Regions from separate parts of the Pan troglodytes genome. Here regions 1 and 2 are each linked to region 3. The links are chromatin contacts, called in public HiChIP or PLAC-seq maps. All regions are on one chromosome and are shown on one strand. The core of a region is the stretch at or near the end of the contact, and the rest is flanking DNA. Distances in the headings are between cores, read along the strand shown.

The links. HiChIP or PLAC-seq counts read pairs in DNA pulled down with a chosen protein or histone mark.
Region 1: a contact with region 3 is called in an H3K4me3 HiChIP or PLAC-seq map of stem cell-derived excitatory neurons, with 5 times the contacts expected there. The contact joins the promoter of CFAP119 here to the promoter of FBXL19 in region 3. A contact is called at or near these places in 1 of 7 Hi-C or Micro-C datasets (stem cell-derived neural progenitor cells), 1 of 1 datasets of contacts at active chromatin or transcription factors (stem cell-derived excitatory neurons) and 1 of 1 other capture datasets (stem cell-derived neural stem cells).
Region 2: an H3K4me3 HiChIP or PLAC-seq map of stem cell-derived excitatory neurons shows a contact between it and region 3, with 5 times the contacts expected there. The contact joins the promoter of ZNF629 here to the promoter of FBXL19 in region 3. A contact is called at or near these places in 3 of 7 Hi-C or Micro-C datasets (induced pluripotent stem cells and stem cell-derived neural progenitor cells), 1 of 1 datasets of contacts at active chromatin or transcription factors (stem cell-derived excitatory neurons) and 1 of 1 other capture datasets (stem cell-derived neural stem cells).

Annotation. Positions count from the first base shown.
Region 1 is chr18:34,787,578-34,790,674 of NHGRI_mPanTro3-v2.0_pri, forward strand. CFAP119 (cilia and flagella associated protein 119) reads right to left here and starts at 1,695. Exons shown (of 9, transcript NM_001246401.1): 1 at 1,012-1,695; 2 at 662-693; 3 at 67-132. The coding sequence starts at 1,218. It overlaps RNF40 (ring finger protein 40), which reads left to right and starts at 1,024. Exons shown (of 20, transcript XM_016929710.3): 1 at 1,024-1,819; 2 at 1,934-2,136; 3 at 2,577-2,744; 4 at 2,877-3,018. The coding sequence starts at 2,005.
Region 2 is chr18:34,812,866-34,815,927 of NHGRI_mPanTro3-v2.0_pri, forward strand. ZNF629 (zinc finger protein 629) reads right to left here and starts at 1,456. Exons shown (of 3, transcript XM_009430670.5): 1 at 1,259-1,456.
Region 3 is chr18:34,948,887-34,951,961 of NHGRI_mPanTro3-v2.0_pri, forward strand. It overlaps FBXL19 (F-box and leucine rich repeat protein 19), which reads left to right and starts at 1,416. Exons shown (of 10, transcript XM_054669321.2): 1 at 1,416-1,718. The coding sequence starts at 1,677.

The DNA.
Region 1 (3,097 bases), core at 445-2,944, 160 kb before region 3:
ATGTTTTCCCAACCTGACCCCTCAGCCTTTGCCAAGAGCTCTTCCCACGCCCCCCTCAGTCCCTACTCCCTCATCTCCTCAGCATTGGTGGTCTTCTCCAGCTGGTGCATGGAATGGACGTCCAGGTACTTCCTGTTATAGTAAAAGAAAAAGAGTATTGGTGGCCGTTACCTATCATGACAGGGCTGTGACAGCTAGTGCGTGAGACTGGGAGTTGGCCACCGGCGTGAAGCTGGGCTCTTTTGCCAGCTTGCTGTGTGACTATGCAAATCGTTAACTCTCTGGGCCTAAATGAACTCTTATGAGCCTCTCCATTTCTAAAGCCTAGGGTTAGGAATCTTGAATTCTTTTTTCTGCTCTGCCACTACCTTGTATGACCTTGGTCAAGTACTCCCTGTGGCCCTCAGTGTCCCCCTCTGTACAATACTCCTTAGCGGCCATGAGACTCCATTTACATTCTGTCTTTGGCTCTTTTTTTCTCACACTGCCTCCTCTTTGGACTGGAGAGGCTGGAAAGCCAACTTCCAGTCACCTGGAGTAATTGCATCTCCAGGCCTCAGTCTCATCTGTAAAATGGGGATGCCCTGGCCACAGACAGGACTGTTGGGGAGACAATAAAGAACGCAAATATTCAGTGTAATTTTTGTCTCTTCACACTCACCACATGCAGATCCGGGGCCGGGGCAGCGGCGGCTGCGGAAAGAAAGCGAATTGGGGAAGGCAGCTGCGGTGTCCTGGCCCGTAGCGAATCTCCAGCAGGCCGGAGAAGCCGCTGTAACTTGCCATCTCATCTCAAGGACTAAGAAGGAGAGGCGCGGGCGAGGGAGGGCTTCAGCAGGCCCTAGGTGCTCTACGCGAGCACAGTAACCACCGGGGTCACACACCCCTGCCTCTGCTCGCCCAAGCAGCCCGGGAGACGTCCCGAACGTTAGTAAGCATAATGACAGGTGGCGCCTGCGGGGGAGCCGGTTTATAAACATTCACGAGCAGACCAGACTGTCCCGCCCTCACCGGAAACAAGTTGGCTCCAGGGCCTTCATCCGCTTTCGTCGCCGCCGCCGCCGTCGTCCACTGAGTCCGCACACTCGCACGCGTCCGCGCGGCCGACCCATGCACTGAGCTGCGATCCTTCCCCGCTTCCCGCCGCAGCTCGGAGAGATGTTCAAGCTCCGACTGCACCCTCATTCCCAAAAAGTGGCTGGTCTTGCGGTTGAGCATCTCGCCGCTCTTCCGTGCCGCGGGGCGCCCCGGGCTCCCGCCGCCTAGGTTCCAGGACAGCCAGCGCTCGGTCGGCGGCTACCAAGGCCGGGCCCGTTCGCCTCGCTCCGGCCAATCTACGCGCGGAGAGGCGCGGCGGGGCGAATCCGTGGGGGCGTCTCCCTCCGTCTCAACGGCGACGGTTGCCACGGGGGCTTGTGAGGGAAGGAAGGCGGAAAGCGCAGGCTCACGCCAGTGGGTGCGAAGAGAACGCGCAGATACGTAAGAAGTTGCGAGTGCCCACCTGGGCGCCCTCTCTTCCAGGTTGCTAATACGAGGGCCGGCGCTGTCCTCCAGGCTGGGAAGTGGGAGCGCGGTGTCAGTTACTATGGGAACTGCCTCTTGGCCAATCACCGAGAGAAAGAGGAGGTGTTTGGGAAGAAGCCAGAGGACCCGAGTGGCGGGACCAAGCGTAACCAATAGAAGCAGAAGATAAAGGAGTTTCCTCACATCCGGGGCTGCCTTTGGCGCCTGCGCCCTGCGCACCGTTGGGGGGGGCCAGTGACGTCCAGTGACGTCCGGTGAAATCCAAGATGGCGGCGCTAGGCTGACCCTGCTGCTGGTGAGGGCTCTGGCGCCGGGGGGGACGGGATCCAGCAGGTGTGTGCAGGGTGGAGGGTGTTTGGGGCTGTGGAACACCAGCCGTTCCCACATCTCTGCTCTGTGTCTTCTGCAGGTGACGGAAGTACCGCCTCCTCCCGTCTGACGCCCCTCAGGGGACCCTGCGCCGCTCCAGCCGCCGCGGCCATGTCTGGGCCAGGCAACAAACGCGCCGCCGGCGACGGGGGCTCAGGGCCCCCGGAGAAGAAGCTGAGTCGTGAGGAGAAGACCACCACGACTCTTATCGAGCCCATTCGTCTTGGAGGCATCTCTTCCACGGTTCGTGGGCTCTTGCCTTAACCCTCAGGACTTCCCAGAGCCCTCCCTCTGTTCTCTGGCCAAACTGTGCGGAATCTTACACCCACTTCCCCAGGTTTAGCAAGGTCCGCGTTACAGGACCTTGAAAGAAAGGTCAGAAAGAAGCTCAGAACACGACGCCTGTCTTCCTTTTACAGATAGGAAAACAGGTTTCCAGGGGGCGTGTGACTTGTCAAAGACTAAGGATTTTCAAGGGGACAGGCAGAAACAACGTGAGCCTCCTCACAACAAAGACACTTTCGCTGTGTGTTGTCTGAGCCTCCTTAGATTCTGTTAGCGGTTAGTGTGGGAATACCTCCATCTCCCATGCATTGCAGATGCTCTGCTCCTCTCTCTCTCTCTGTGATTGGTTTGTGGGCCGTGCTTGACGCTCTCGTCGGCCCCTTTGTTTCCTTTGGTAGGAGGAGATGGACCTGAAGGTACTACAGTTCAAGAACAAGAAACTGGCAGAGCGGCTGGAACAACGGCAGGCTTGTGAAGATGAACTCCGAGAACGAATTGAGAAGTTGGAGAAGCGGCAGGCCACAGATGATGCCACACTCCTCATCGTCAATCGTTACTGGGCCCAGGTGGATACCTTCTGCTTTCAAAGAACAGGCCTTGATTCAGCTGCCAATCTCCAGATTCCCCTGCTAGGAAAGGAGTATCATGTTGGAAAGCACTAAGGGATTCATAACATTTTTGATGTTTTCTCGTTCCAGCTGGATGAAACTGTGGAAGCCCTTCTCCGATGCCATGAGAGCCAGGGGGAGCTGTCTTCAGCGCCTGAGGCACCTGGGACCCAGGAGGGGCCAACATGTGATGGGACTCCTCTCCCAGAGCCGGGGACATCAGAGCTGAGAGGTAGGACCAGAGTGCTGGGATCTGGGGAGCTTAAGTTCTGGGAGAAGTCCTGGGGAGGAGGGGACTTTGGTGTTGGGCC
Region 2 (3,062 bases), core at 206-2,705, 140 kb before region 3:
GTTTGGTCTAATGCCTTTAAAGATCAGTTTGCAAGGGGATGGCAGCAAAGGAGCAGGAGTTCCAAGTGGCCCCCTGGTAAAATAAATAAATAAATAAATAAATAAATAAATAAATAAATAAAAACAGCCAGCTGTCACTCCAAAAATGGTGAGATGAGTTCAGGATGAGGGAATGGGGCCACAGGAACAAAGCGCTTGAAGGAGGTCCCACACCATTTACACCCTGCAGAGAATCCCTGGGTGGGGCCTGGAAACTTTGGATGGCTGTGTGAGGTGGGCGCTGTGTGCACAGGGGCAGTGGGGCAAGGGAGACATGGCAGGAGGCAGCTGAGAGGTGACCAAGGTGAAGCAAGACTGGCTGCACCCTGCCAAAGAGCGGTAGGAGAGACAGAAGTTAGCGTTTAGGAAGTAAATTAATTTCTTCATCTCTGCAGCTACTTAAGCTCCGAGAATCCCCCCTCCCCGCCTGTAAGTGTCTTTGGGGTGGTGGAAGCGGAGACCTCTGCCACACTGGGGGCTGCCTGATGTCCGGTCCGGGAAGGATGCCCTGCTGTGTTTGCTGGGGACAGGTAAGAGTTTGTGGACCTCGATGGTCTCCAAAAAATTCTCCCCTAGTGGTCCAGAGTAGGAGGGAAAGGGTTAATGACAGGGCCGACACAGAGCATGGACGTGGGAAGACCGAGGGAGGCCGAGGCGCTGGGAGCCCAGGCGCCAGGCACGCCAGCCTGAGACCTCGCGATGGCCCCACTGCAGAGGGAGGGAATGAGGAGCCGCCTCCCGAGAGATGTGGGGAACGGCCCAGGGTGACCCTGACATGGAGGCGGCGGGAATGCGGCCGCCCGGCCCGGCCCCCCCGCACCGCTTGGCCCCGGACTTCTGCTCCCCCGGAGCCGCGACCCCCGTCCCGCTGCTGATACAGAGCCTGGGCATCCGCCCCTGCCCCGGCCCCCGGGGTCCCGGCTCCTTCCAGCACTGCCAGGCTCCTCCAGGGCTGCGCTGGCAGCGCTGGTCCCCGGCCCCGGCCGATCCCTCTTCCCAGAATCCCCAGGCTCCCCTCCCCCGCCACCGACCCCCGCGCTTCCCAGAATCCTCGGCCCTCCGCGCCCCCCGCCCGCCCCCACCCCGGCCACAGCCCCAGGCGCGGGTGGGGGGCTCAGGCCCGGGCTCCCGGCCCCCGCCTCCCGGGCCCCATTGTTCCCCGGCGGCCGTCCCGGGCACTCCAGGCCACCCCCCGGGAACCCAGGCGTCCCCAACTCACGGCTCTGGGGTCTGGGAAAAGCCGGAAGGCGGAATCCAGCCCCAGGGGACTTAACCCCTTCAGTGCCCTGCCTCGGGGGACGGACTGGGCGCCGAGGACTCTGGGGTCCTTCTCAAGGGGTGATTCCAGGCTGAGGACCCGGGGACCAGTTCAGGGTGACTGGGACGGAGCAGGAAGTGACCCCAGCTTCCCGGGCCCCTCTAGCCTGGAGTCAGAGCATCAGCTCTATGGGATTTAACCCTTTGCCTCCCGCAGCCTGGGGAAAAAAGGGGACAGCGGTGGGAGCAGGGAGGAGGCTGGGACGACGCCCCTGTCCCCGTCTCCAGTGGGAGCAGGCAGCGTGGGCATCTGGGAGAGCCCCGATGCCCGCGAGGGTCCCTGGGCTTCTGGCCGCTCTTCATCTCGCAGGGGCTCCGCCGGCCGCGCCCGGAAAGCCCTATCTCAGATTTGGCGGCTGCTGATCCCCTGAGGCCAGTCTTTGTTTGGACTAACCCTGGGATGGGGCTGGGGTGGGAGCAGGGGCTGGCAGAGCAGACCTGAGAGGGAACACCCTACGCACTAAACATGGCCTTGATGCTTGATGGAAGTCATGGCTGCAGGAGTTGGGACTGCAGGAACAAGCACAGCCGGGAAGGATTTGCAATAGCCTGTGTTCCAGCCCCTCTTCTCCAAACACCTCCCCTCAGAGGAGGAAACTGAGGCTCACGGTGGCAGGAAAGAAGCCAGTGGGGGTTCCCTGGCCAAGGAGGGAGAACCTCTTTTCTCACAGCTCAGAGGGCACCCGGCTCACAGCAGAAGAAACCTTTAAAAACCCAGGAACACTGGTGGCCTCTCAACGTCCAAGTTATCTATGCTCGCAATTTTTACAGCCTTTCTTTCTTGTCTTCCTTATCACAGTCCCATGGGATAAGGTTGCCCATCATCCCCATTTCACCGGGGAGGAAACCAAGGTGTGAGAAGCGACTGGTGTACTTAAGGCCACCTGATTCTTTCAGTTCAACACATTGCATTATTATTCCTGGGCACTGTGGTTAACACTGGGGTGGGCATACCTCAGAGATACATGGAAATTGGGCTTTCTACCCTTGGGAAGTTTGGTATTGTGTATGTGTTACAAACACAGAGGAATCCTGGGAGCGTGCAGAGGGCTCTGTCCAGAGACTGAGAGGCTGGGGGGAAGAGTAAACCAAAGGTCAGAAATTACTAAAGGCAGCTGGGTGCGGTGGCTCACGCCTGTAATCCCAACCCTTTGGGAGACCAAGGCAGGCGGATCACTTGAGGTCAGGAGTTTGAGACCAGCCTGGACAACATGGTGAAACCATGTCTCTACTAAAAATACAAAAATTAGCCGGGCGCAGTGGCTCATGCCTATAATCCCAGCACTTTGTGAGGCCGAGGCAGGCAGATCGCTTGAGCCCGGGAGGCAGAGGTTGCAATGAGCCAAGATTGAGCCACTGCACTGCAGCCTGGACGACAGAGCGAGATCCTGTCGCAAAAAAAAAAAAAAAAAAAAAAAAAAGAAGGAGAAAGGGAGGGAGAGAAAGAGAGAAAAGGAAGGAAGGAAGGAAGGAAGGAAAAGAGAAAACAGGAAAGAGAAGAAATTGCTAAAGGCCAGGCCTGGTGGCTCATGCCTGTAATCCCAGCACTTTGGGAGGCTGAGGCAGAAGGGTAACTTGAGCCCAGGAGTTTGAAGGCTGGGCAACATAGTGAAACCCTGTCTCTACAAAAAACTTAAAAACAATTAGCTGGGCAGGGCGCGGTGGCTCATGCCTGTAATCCCAGCACTTTGGGAGGCCAAGGTGGG
Region 3 (3,075 bases), core at 166-2,665:
GGTGGCGCGTGCCTGAAGTCCCAGGTATTCACAAGGCTGAGGGAGGAGGATTGCTTAAGCCCAGGAGGTCGAGGCTGCAGCAAACTATGATCCTGCAACTGCACTCCAACCCAAGTGACAGAGCAAGACCTTAAAACACACACAAAAAAACAAAAAACGGCAGAAAGATGAGAAGCCGTTCCATTTGCATAGGCAGTTGAAGTGTCTAGGCAGAGGCCTCCAAGGCTGACTGGATATCAGGCAGGGGATGAGACTAGACAGCCTGCAATGCCTCCAACTCCAGGTTGCGGAAATCGTGTTTGTAGTACTTCAGTCGAATGGAGATTGAGCGCCCCCTGGGAGCAGTGCTCGGTAACAGACGCTGGAGGACCCCGATGAGGAGGGGCGGGGGTCGGTTCAATCTGGGAGGAGCCTGCGGGTCAGTTTTCTTCTCACAGGAGCTAACTCTGTCCGGCATCATGGATTCCTGGGCTCCCAGAACGGCTGGGCAGGAAGGGACCTTAGAAAGGGATCTACCACCGCGTGCCCCGTGCCAGAATTGGGCACTTTGGTGACAAGAACATTGGCTTGTTTAACACTCACAACTGTGCTTCGAGGTGGGGATCATTATCCCCATTGTCCCCATTTTGCAGATGAGAAAAAGCAAGGTTTGGTGGCTTCCCGGGGCGGGGCGGGGATTCGCTGTGACTCCAGGTCCTTTTCCCCGGAGCCCGCACGTCTTGTAAGACACTGATTCCCGGAGGTCTGAGGAGCAGGAATCGAGTGGGAGGTGCCCAGGCTTTCTAGGGAACAAGAGTGTGAATACACTCTGGACGAGAACCACGCCCCCCTGTTCGACAAGACTGATTCCTGCTGCCTTCCTTTAAGGGCCCTCCCCTGAAACGCAAAGTCCTCGCCCCATGGAGAGGCGGACATTCTTTATTCCCGGATCGCCCGACGTTTTTCTCCCCCACCCGCACTGATCCCCACTGGTGACATAAATCCTTCCCCTCCACTCGCGAGTGAAAGCTTGGGACTACATTTCCCGCCAGGCTATTCAGAAGCCGGTGGCGGAGAGAGGAGAAAAGAGTCTTTCCGTTTCCGTCGCCTGGCAATTTGGCGTGTCCGCCGGGATTCACATTTCAACAGCGACGTCCTTTCTCTGTTGGGCTCGGCAAGGAACTACATTTCCCAGCAGGCACCGGCGCAGAGGTCGAGGGGCGAGGTCGCCATCTTTTTCGTAGTCCTCTCCCTCATTTCCGCAGGGAAGAGGCCAGACGCCTGGACTACACATCCCATGTCGCAGTCGCCCCGGCCCTGCAGCCGCCATCTTTGCCGGTGGCCCCGCCCCATCCCCTTCCATTGTCTCGACTTGAGATGATAAACGGGAGCCGGGAGACTGCAACTCCCGTCAGGCCGTGCGCCACTGGTGGGGGGGATTTCGAGACCACAGGCGGGCGAGGTGCCCAAGGTGGTGGAAAGCGGAGACCGGGAGAGGTTAGGTAGCCTGCCATCTTTACGGTAGTCTCCTCGTCCTCTTGGTTCCGCCATTCTTAAGGAACACTAGAAGGCTAGAAAACTACTAATCCCATCGCACCTCGTAAGATCGACTACTAGTCAGGTGTATGTCCCTCTTCCGCCATCTTGCTTGTAGTCCTCTTTCCTTTTCACCTTTCCATTGTTCCTGACGAGTAGAAATGGCAGCGGGAAGGCAGCAGATGGACTGCGACTCCCGTCAGGTACCACACACGCGGAGGGTTGTGGACAGGAGGGCGTGTGAGCGCCTGGGAAGGAGGTCGGGTCGGGGGAGAAGGCCATCTTGTTTGTAGTCATCGTTCCCTCTCCTTCTCGATGTTCTGCAACTGGGAGCCTCGGGGCAACGGGACTCTAACTCCCGGCATCCTCGGCTCCCGGCTGGGCACGCCCTCCGCCGTCCTGTTTGTAGTTCCCGCTGTCCCCAGCGTCCTATTGTTCCCCCGTAGCATCAGTGGCCGCAGGACTACAACTCCCGTCGAGCCCTGCGTGCGTTCGTCCTGGAAAGTGGAGATGGTGGAGGAAGGAGGGGGAAGGGGGCGGGGTTCCTCTGGGAGAAGGAGGGAGTAAAGAGGGGGAGGAGGAGGAGGAGGAGGGAAGGAGGAGGGAGGGGAGGGGAGGGGGGAAGAGAGGAGGAAGGAGGAAGGAGCTGAGGAGGGATGAGAGAGGCGGCCAGGGCCCCGGGCCGTAGCAGCGCGGGGCTGGGGGACCAGGGGGGCTGAGACACCCCAACTGCCCCCTTCCCCTTTCCCTCTCCCCCTCTATCCTTTCCTTCCACCCTCCCGCTTGAGGAGGGGGATTTATTCAAATTTTATTTAAATCCCTATCTCCCGAGGGTCGCGCGCTGGGGGGAGGGGGAGAGGTCGGGGGTGCGCGCGGGCTGGGGGGGCGGGGCCGGAGCAGCTTCCTTCACCCCCCCTCCGCTCATCTCGTAGCCGTAGGGCAGGGGGTCGCAGTCCAGGGGCGGGCCCAGGGGAGGGGGGCAGGTTACAGCGACCCCCCCCTCCCCGGGAACCGGCGGTGGGCGGGCTTGAACCCCGGAAACGTTGGGGGGGGGCCCAGGCCTGGCCCTGGACCCCTGGGCAGTGGGGTCCGGGAAGGGGCCAGTTAAAGGGCCAGGGGCGCTGGGGAGAGGCGGGGCGGGGTGGGGGGAGGGGAGCTGGGACTCGGACCCGGGACTGAGTGGGCCCCGGGCAGAAGCTGAGCACCCTGCGCCCAAGGAGCCCCCGTTGGCCTGGGGGGGCTGAGGGACTGAGCCCCCCAGAGCAGGACCTCCCCCTGGAAGGGCCGCGCCGCAGCCCGTGGGAGGGCCTCGCCCCCGGCGCCCCCCATCTCCACTCGCCGCCGTCCCGGCCTCCGCCGGAGGGAGGGGCCGAGCGCCCTCGGGGGGCCGTGGACCCCGGCGTTCTGAGCGTTCCGCGCCCCGCGCCGCCCGGCCCCCCCGCCGCCGATGGCCGCCGACCCGCCGGGAGCTGCCGAGAAGGGAGAGATGGCTCCCGGGACACGTGTGAGGTGGGTTCATGCGGCTCCTCCTCACCCCCAGACCTGGGCAGCGCCCACTCC